Regions from separate parts of the Ovis aries genome. Here region 1 is linked to region 2. A link is a contact called in public Hi-C data. All regions are on one chromosome and are shown on one strand. The core of a region is the stretch at or near the end of the contact, and the rest is flanking DNA. Distances in the headings are between cores, read along the strand shown. Region 1 has its middle 10 kb from the start of CITED2. Region 2 has its middle 32 kb from the start of TRNAS-GGA.

Region 1 (4,532 bases), core at 1,023-3,522, 130 kb after region 2:
TACAGCTGGCAGTATGGCTAACAGCAGTTTCCAAACTTGTAATTTCATCACTAGAGAAAAAACTTGACCTCTCTATTGTTAAACTCACTGGGAAAGGTTTTTATTGGGTCAGGTTTTATCCATGGACCAGTCAGCTGCAGCCAGGTGGATAAGTTATGATGATTAGACCAATTCAGTCTATCTGGGCAAACCTAACCAAGCATGGTCGTCAAGTAAAATCATGTGTATTCTTATGTGGATACATTACTGGGGTGGAGAAAGGTATTTTGTGGAAGGCTAGAGCAAGCAATGAGTAGACAGAATAAAAGATATCCTGCGGTAGATTTCTCTTATGCCCCACCCCCCACCCCTTTTCCATCTTAGCAGACTAATTCTGTATTCTTTTTTGGCTTTGGCATAGGAACCAATGAATTTTATCATGGAAATACGACATAGCTGTCAATAATTTGTTCCTAAATATTAGGTTCTCTTCATTTTGCACTAAGATTAATCACCTGCCAACATGTACATGATTTTCTTGGTTCAACGAAATTGTTGATTAATCATATTAACAAGAGAATTTTCGAAGGGCCAGAAATGAAGACATTTAAGAGGATATTTATTTATATTAGCAAATGTCACTTTATAGAAGACATTTCAACCTTTATCAAATAAACCTGCTCTGAGTGATTCATAATATAATTTTGTTAGCAATACATCTTTATTATATAAAGAAGACTCATTTGAAAATATAAAGGCTTTAAAAATAGTTCTTTTAAGTTCCAGCAAAAAATCCAGGCCTTAAAACAAGAATTTTGGAAAGAGTTCACTTAACTTTTGAATCTTCTAGTGATGGAGTTGTTGGCCTCCATCTACCTACCCTACCTACCCTAATTGTGTTAATTCCATTCTGTGGTAAAACCTATCCCAATGGTTAGTTCAGAAAAGGGGATGTGACACAGTACATGGAGGGAAGGGATTCTTCTGGGAAGTTTTATTTTCTCTTGAAGGAAAAAAAAAAGCCACAGAAAGAGATAGCCATTTTTTTGGACCTTGTTGGTCCATACATCATGTAAGCTCTTCTAATGTCACTTGTCACCAGTCTGAGGTAAAAAGAAAAAAAAAAAACAAGTCCTTGTTGACATTATTAAATTAGTGAATTAACCAATCTGCCACAATGTAGGGAGGTCTCTCAGAGAGGAAGATACTTGAGATGGATTTTGAAGGCCACTTCATCAAGGGGAAAATGAAAAGGGCCTTCCAGGCAGAGGAAACAACATATGCCAAAGCATAGAGTCGTTAAATAGGTGTTTGAATCACTCAAGCTAGAGCAGATGAAGACTTGTCTGGGGATATTTCATAGGAACTATGCCCAGCTGATGGCTGGGTTCTGGGTGCTGAATCAGGGAGTTAAAAAGCTGTCAATGACAGATGCACCTTCTCTCTCCATCTGTGCTTGGGATCATGTGGTCTCTTAGTATTGCTTTGTTCTGACAAGGTGTTCCACTCCTCTGGATTCATGGAATTCGCTAGTGCGGTGAGGTGAGAGGCCTAGTGAACACCAATTCTCCTTTTGACTTCTGCAAGCTAGTTTCACTCATCTTCAGTATAAGTATATGGCCCCCAAAGGGCAGCTCAGGCTCAAATCCAGAGAATTTCAGTTTAAGCACCACTGTAATCTGACTATAGTTTCTGTTTTTTTTGGTTGGAATTTTCCTGGTCAGCTAATGTGCTAGATAGCTTTCAGGCAGCTGTTTGAGCCACAGTCCAGTCCACCAACATTTAAAGTAAGAGCAAAGGGCCAATGAAAGGCATTGAACTGGATGGGCTTGACAGGCAGGAGGAGAAACAGGAGAGAGCAATGGGTCAGAGAAAGGATTAACAACCTAAAAATATCTTTCTGACTGAGGCACTCAGTCTTATTATTCAAAACATTCCTGTAGTTTAAATGCTGTACTCTCTCTAGAGTTTCTCTCTTAAGATATGTGTTCTTAGTGGGGCAGAAAACGGAGCCCCTGGTACCTGAGTAAGTGGAAGGCAGGATGAGAGCACTTCAGAAAGGGTAGGGGAGAATTAGAGCGTAAAAGTGGAGGCTCACTCAAAGACACCTTTTGTCAATTTGCAATTTTTATTAGAGTGTAATGAGTAATGGTACCTGGGCAGAGAGTTAAAGAAGTGTCTTTGGCTTGTCCTTAATGTTGAAGGTTATAATAGGTCATGTGGTATAGTGTATGTTTCAGTAAAATCAGCAGTGGTGGAGGGCAATTTCTTTAGGTATGTGACACTCTCGTCTTGGTTGCTCAGGAGAAAAATGCAATTATGGGCTTACAGGCCTTCAGCTACACCTAGTGGCCAAGTAGTGAAAGGAACAAATATGTTATTGTATTAATATTTTGTTGTAGTTCTTTAGCTACATTACTTTTACAGTCAGTTAAACGAATTATTTACAAATTATGCTCTGTGATTCCTTTTATATGCTATTTTTGACTAGTCTGTTAGCTTGTCATCTAGCTAAACAACTGATTCTCCAAATTGGAGGAATGTTGTGGTGTGAAACAAAGAGACTATGTGTGTTGGGAAGTTGAGGGGAGGGAAATAAGATGTCAGCCATGTGCCTCCTGCTCCTTGACAACCCTTAAAACCTACTTAAAATGTTTGACACTGTCCAGCTTCCTCTACTTTAGCATTATGTAAAGGATTGTCTCTGAGAAAATAAACAATAACAGTGATGATGTTAATAACAATAACAGTGATGACTGTGGTTCAGGAACAGACATTTGAAGGAAAGAGAGTGTAAATATTTGAGAGTGTTATTTATGAGACTGGAAGAATGAACTTAATCTGTAAGAAAATAGAACAGAACCTGATCAAATTATTTTTAAGAATGTTACATAGTCACCTATGTCTTTGCAACTGCATGTACTAGAAATATGTTGTGGGTGGTCATTTTTTGATATTTGCTTACAGATAGGGAAATCTCAGCAGCCAACACTTATGTGCATTTTGACATTGAAGTGGAGCATTGCCTGATTGCAGCCCTTGGAGGATTGACTCAACTGGCTCAGGTCTATAGCACACCCCCAGACTCACAGTTAGATTAGAGAAAGAACAGTAAGAAATGACATTTTGAAGGAGTTTGATATAATATTTTACTCCAATATTTTACTTTCCAAAGGGAGAAAATGATAGGAATGGGTTTATGTTTCCTTCATGAGGATTTGAATACAGGATATATTAATTAAACATATACCTTCATTTCACTGATGAAGAAACTTGAGAGAATAGTGATTGAATTACTCAGCTCTTTGGTTGCAGAGCTAAGGCTACAACTCAATGGTTTATACTCCTGACCTGTTACTTTTTAAAAATTCTAACTATTAATGGAAGAGTTCTCCATTTCAGTAGAAGACCAAAGCGGAAGGAACTGGGCTTATACCTATATCAAGAAAGTTTAGATAGATTGAGGGAGATTAACTGTAAAGTAACTAAATACTGTATTTTCTTTATTCTAAGATGTTCAGTTTTTTTAACATATTAATATTCTGAAATCAGTGTGAATCCTATAATCAGTGTTAAATCATAGTTGCTTCCAGACAGTGTGTCAAGTTGTGATGTGGTGTCTTTACATGGAAGAATTTAGCCAATGAGATTTTTGTTTAATAGATTACAGAATTGACAAAGCTAAGGTGCTGGCTTAATTTCTGAAAGAAACTATTTACTGTCTAACTATATACTATTTATTAGTGTATATAATTCAACTAAGAAGAAAAAAAGCAAAATTACAGTTTAAATCACTGGGATTCTTTCAACTTCAGGGCTAACGTGGTGAAAGTGTTAGGAAGGATTCGGCAGGCTCATCACAAATGCTATCCTTGCACTGTAGGGGGCCGCACTTCAGTTGGAAGAATCTTTAGAATGGGTTTGAAAAAGTATAGACTGAAGTCTTGTGAATCCTAGAAGGAAGTCATATGTAATTGTATAAATAGATTCATGTCATAGCTGTGTTAGTATAGCTTACAATTTGTGTACATATAATGAAGTGGGTTTTTCCCTGAAGCACTCTTATTAAGTTGTCTGATCAGCTTGCAATCAGTGACATCTAAGAATAGGAGTAATTTTGTTTAGAACAGCCGTGTTACAGAACACTGTCTTGGAAGCTAGATCTGTAAAACCACTCAGCCTCCTATTGGCTGTTTCTCCCTTGAGCAATTTACTTCCTCTCTAAATATCAGTTTCCTTATCTAAAATTGAAATAATGACTTGTACCTTGCAAGCATATTATAAAGATTAATAAGATTATGTATGTAAAGAGACTACCACAATACCCACTACATCGAAGGTACTCAGCAAAGTCAGCCCAACCACAGGAAACTTGACTCAATAAAATGATTTAAGTAATGTTGGCTAAAGGGTGCATTTCTCTGATTTGGTCCCATATAGTCTAAAGAGTGTTTCTCACCATTGTTAAAATCCATGCCCCATTAGTTAAGAAGAGTTTTCAAAGTCTTCTACATTATGTTTTACTGGAAGTATAATGTATTTAAGCATTTTCC
Region 2 (4,623 bases), core at 369-2,868:
AAGGGGGCTGGAATGGATGGAAAACATGATGATTGAATCTTTATGGGTAAAACTATGAGCTCACATAAATATTTAATACCTTAAGTTATTGCCCACCTGGACTGTAGTCAAAAATAAAATCATAGTAAAATACCAGAAAGTTTAGTAGGGCCTTAAATGCAATTCTCATAGTAGTAGCTTAAGAAAGTTTGTGATGTGATGTGAAAGTCGCTCAGTTGTGCCCAACCCTTTGTGACCCACAGGACTATATCAGTCCATGGAATTCTCCAGGCCAGAATATTGGAGTGGGTAACCTTTCCCTTCTTCAGGGGATCTTCCCAACCAAGGGATCGAACCCAGATCTCCCACATTGCAGGCAGATTCTTTACCAGCTGAGCCACCAGGGGAGCCCAAGAATACTGGTGTGGGTAGCCTATCCCATCTCCAGCAGATCTTCCCGACCCAGGAATTGAACTGGGGTCTCCTGCATTGCAGGTGGATTCTTTACCAACTGAGCTATCAGGGAAACCCTAAGAAAGTTTAGTTTGTGAATTATTGATTCTCCCTTCAATCTGGGTATCTTGCATCCAACATGCATCTTTGCCCATTTCCAGTTATTTGTGTTTACCTGGCCTCTTCCTGGAGAAGGAAGCACCCCTGTGCAGTTCATTGGATTATGCTTGGATGATGGCTGTGGACCGAGGCTGGGCACCAGGATCTCTCTGCAGGAAGGGTCCCCTGGGGTGTTCAGGTTCTGCTGCCCAGATGCAAAAGTGTGTGACCATATCACCCAGTTTGGGGTTTTTTACTTAATAGACTGTTTATTTACTAACTAACCTATTATTTGTATGTATTGAGGAAGTAAGATTGGGTCATTAGGTGCTAAAAACATTTGAAACCATATTTTATTGATCATTGTCAGAAATGCGCTATTAGCACATGTGGAGGAGTTTGTGAATACAGGGAAGGGATTGAATACTTTGAGAGTTTTCCTGGCATTATTTTCAGAAAGCCTGGCCAAGAGGACCGGCTTAGGGCATCTGCAAAGCAGCTATTTTGAGAACAAAATTCCAAACATATCATTTGTCAGTCAGCAACTCAAGAATCAAACCAAAACAGAACAATAAAGAAGTCATCATGACTTCTTCTCAGCTTAGTGACAGTGGTGATGGAACACAGGGAAAGATGGAAAACCCTTGGAGGTGGACTCGGGAGTGAATCATGGCTGAGTTCAGTGAGCGTGTTTCTCAGCTGTGGAATACAGACACAGCTTCACCACCTTTCTGTTGTTGGTCTAGTGTAGATCACTCCTCCTTCTGTCCCTGGTGCCTCACCCACTGCCTGCTTAAGGGTGAGTCCTTAATTGTGTTCTATAAACTCTGCAGTTGCTGGCTTGCCCATGTCTCACTTAAGTGGAATACTGCCTGGATCCCAACTGTAGTTAAGTTTCAAGTTTGTTCAGGGCAAAATGAACTTCCTTGTAACTTTTTTCAGTGTAACTCTCAAAAACAGTCACCAACTTTGGCAGAAGATGAGGCCTCCTTAATGACTGTACAAAGGTGGTTTTCAGGCCAACCCTGGGTGCCATGCCCGTCTTGCTGGCCGTGAAGCCAGCTAGGCCTGCAGTGCTCAGTAGGTGGCGCTCGTGCTCTCTCTGTGCCGCAGCCATCGCGGAGGGTGTGGGTTTGGGCTGCAGGAATGCAGATACATCGTCAACTCAAAGCGGCTTCCTTGGGTCGGCAGCAGCATAAACCCATTATCGGCGCGGTGGCAGCTGCTGCTGAACTGTCCTTGCTCGCAGGCAGGTTCAGAGTAAAGGCCTTTGGCATCTGTGAGGTTGGGCACTGCGAGAAGCAAAACCGCTGACTGAAATAAGCAGGTTAGGGGTCTGTTATCTGGTTCCCTGCAGATGGGTCTGGGAGCAGCTTGGAGGCCGAGACCAGAGTCCAGGAAGGCCCTTCTCTCCTGTAACTGTGGTCTGGAAAAATCTCATCAATGTGGCCAGCTCTCTAAAGCCCCATTTTGGAGCCAATTTAGTGAAAATCAAGAACATTTTGAACCAGTGACAGAATTATAATTTTTATACTTATGAGCTGGCTTCTCCTGGTCAGTCTTGATTTCCAGCATTCGATCTTATTACTGATGTAAGAGCAGTAGCCCTCAGTGCCTCCTTCTATTTGGGGTATAGAATATATAGTCACCATAATTACCACTTTTTGACAGCTGCTGCTGCTGCTAAGTTGCTTCAGTCGTGTCTGACTCTGTGCGACCGCATAGACGGTAGCCCACCAGGCTCCACCGTCCCTGGGATTCTCCAGGCAAGAACACTGGAGTGGGTTGCCATTTCCTTCTCCGATGCGTGAAAGTGAAAAGTGAAAGTGAAGTCACTCAGTCCTGTCCAGCTCTTCGCAACCCCATGGACTGCAGCCTTCCAGGCTCCTCCGTCCATGGGATTTTCCAGGAAAGAGTACTGGAGTGGGTTGCCATTGCCTTCTCCTTCTGACAGCTGAGTCTCAAGCAGTGTTATGGACTGAATGTGTTCTTCGAAGTTCTTGTGTTTAAATTGTAATCCCCAATATGATGAGATCCCCTGGAGGAGGGTGTGGCAACCCATTCCAATATTCTTGCCTGGAGAATTGCATGGACAAAGGAGCCTGGCAGGCTCATGGGGTGACAAAGAGTTGGACACCAGTGAGCGACTAATGTGATGGTATTAAGATGTGGGGCCGTTGAGAGGTGATTCAGTCATAAGGGTGGAGCCCTAATGAATGGGATGAATGCCCTTGGGAAAGAAGTTCCAGAGAGCCTTCTCATCCCTCCAGCAGGTGAAGACACAGAAGATGGCCAGCTCTGAACCAGGAAGCAGGCTCTCACCAGACATTGAATCTGCCTGCACCTTGATTTTGGACTTTCCAGCCTCCAGAACTGTGAGAAATAAATTTACGTTGTTTTTAAGCCACTCGGTCTGTGATATTTTGGTATAGCAGTATGAAGACTAAGACAGTCAACAACATGCCCCCTATTTCTAATTTCAATTCTTATAAACAAAGTGATGGGAAACCGAAACCATGGGTCACTGAGATTTGGCTTTTGCTAGTCTCTGGTAGTTCAGCTGGTAAAGAATCTGCCTGCAATGCAGGAGATCCTGGTTCAATTCCTGGGTTGGGAAGATCCGCTGGAGAAGGAATAGGCTACCCACTCCAGTATTCTTGGGCTTCCCTGATGGCTGGTAAAGAATCTGCCTGTTATGCGGGAGACCTGGGTTTAATCCCTGGGTTGGGAAGATCCCCTGGAAAAGGGAATGGCTACCCATGCCACTATTCTGGCCTGCAGAATTCCATGAACTGTACAGTCCATGGAGTTGCAAAGAGTCAGACATGATTAAGTGATTTTCACTTTAGTCTCTTTTAATAAACAATGCAAAGAAGTATAAGAAAACAATAGAGTGAGAAGGACTAAAGATCTCTTTGAGAAAATAGGAGGTAACAAGGGAACATTTCAGGCAAGGATGGGCACGATAAACATCAGAAATGGTAAGGACCTAACAGAGGCAGAAGAGATTAAGAAGAGGTGGCAAGAATACACAGAAGAATTATACAAGAAAGGCCTTAAAGACCTGGATAACCACAGTAGTGTGGTTATTCACCCATAGCCAGACATCCTGGAGTGTGAAATGAAGTGGGCCTTAGGAAGCATTACTATGAACAAAGCTAGTGTAGGTGATGGAATTCCAGCTGAGCTATTTCAAATACTAAAAGATAATGCTGTTAAAGTGCTACACTCAATATGTCAGCAAATTTGGAGAACTCAGCAGTGGCCACAGGACTGGAAAAGGTCAGTTTTCATTCCAGTCACAAAGAAGGGCAGTGCCAAAGAATGTTCAACTTCTGGACAATTGTGCTTATTTCACAGGCCTGTAAGGTAATGCTCAGGCTTTGGCACTAGGTGAACCAAGAACTTCCAGATGTACAAACTGGGTTTAGAAAAGGCAAAGGAACCAGAGATCAAATGGCCAACTGATTCATTGGATCATAGGGAAAGCAAGGGAATTCCGGAAAAACATCTACTTCTGCTTCATTGACTATGCTAAAGCCTTTGACTGTGTGGATCATCACAAGAAATTGTGGAAAACTCTTAAAGAAATGGGACTACTTAGACCACCTTACTTGTCTCCTGAGAAACCTGTATGTGGGTCAAGAAACAACAGTTAGAACCTTACATGGAACAAATGACTGGTTCAAAATTGGGAAAGGAGTATAAGGTTGTATATTTTCATCCTGTTTATTTAACTTCTATGCAGAATATATCATGTGAAATGCTGGGCTGGATGAATCCCAAGCTGGAATCAAGATTGCAAGGAGAAATATCAACAACTTACATAGGCAGATTATACTACTTTAATGGCACAAATTGAAGGGAAACTAAAGAGCCTCTTTAGTTCCTCTTTAGAAAGAGGAGAGTGAAAAAGCTGACTGAAAACAACATTCAAAAAACTAAGATCATGGCATCAGGTCTCAGCACTTCTTGGCAAATAGAAGGGGGAAAAGTAGAAGCAGTGACAGATTTTCTTTTCTTGGGCTCCAAAATCACTGTAAACAGTGACTGCAGCCATGTAATTAAAAGACACTTTCTTCTTGGAAGGAA

What was found. A called contact is a pair of places that touch in the nucleus more often than the background predicts.
Region 1: a contact with region 2 is called in a Hi-C map of blood, with 7 times the contacts expected there. The contact joins two enhancer-like sites. A contact is called at or near these places in 12 of 16 Hi-C or Micro-C datasets (blood, hypothalamus, liver and 5 more).

Annotation. Positions count from the first base shown.
Region 1 is chr8:64,310,994-64,315,525 of ARS-UI_Ramb_v3.0, forward strand. No RefSeq gene overlaps it. Among named protein-coding and RNA genes, the nearest start is that of CITED2, 10 kb to the right of the region's middle. Within about 2 kb of position 2,273, at least 6 of the 54 cell types and tissues checked have an H3K27ac peak or open chromatin away from gene starts, as enhancers often do.
Region 2 is chr8:64,182,368-64,186,990 of ARS-UI_Ramb_v3.0, forward strand. No RefSeq gene overlaps it. Among named protein-coding and RNA genes, the nearest start is that of TRNAS-GGA, 32 kb to the right of the region's middle. Within about 2 kb of position 1,619, at least 9 of the 54 cell types and tissues checked have an H3K27ac peak or open chromatin away from gene starts, as enhancers often do.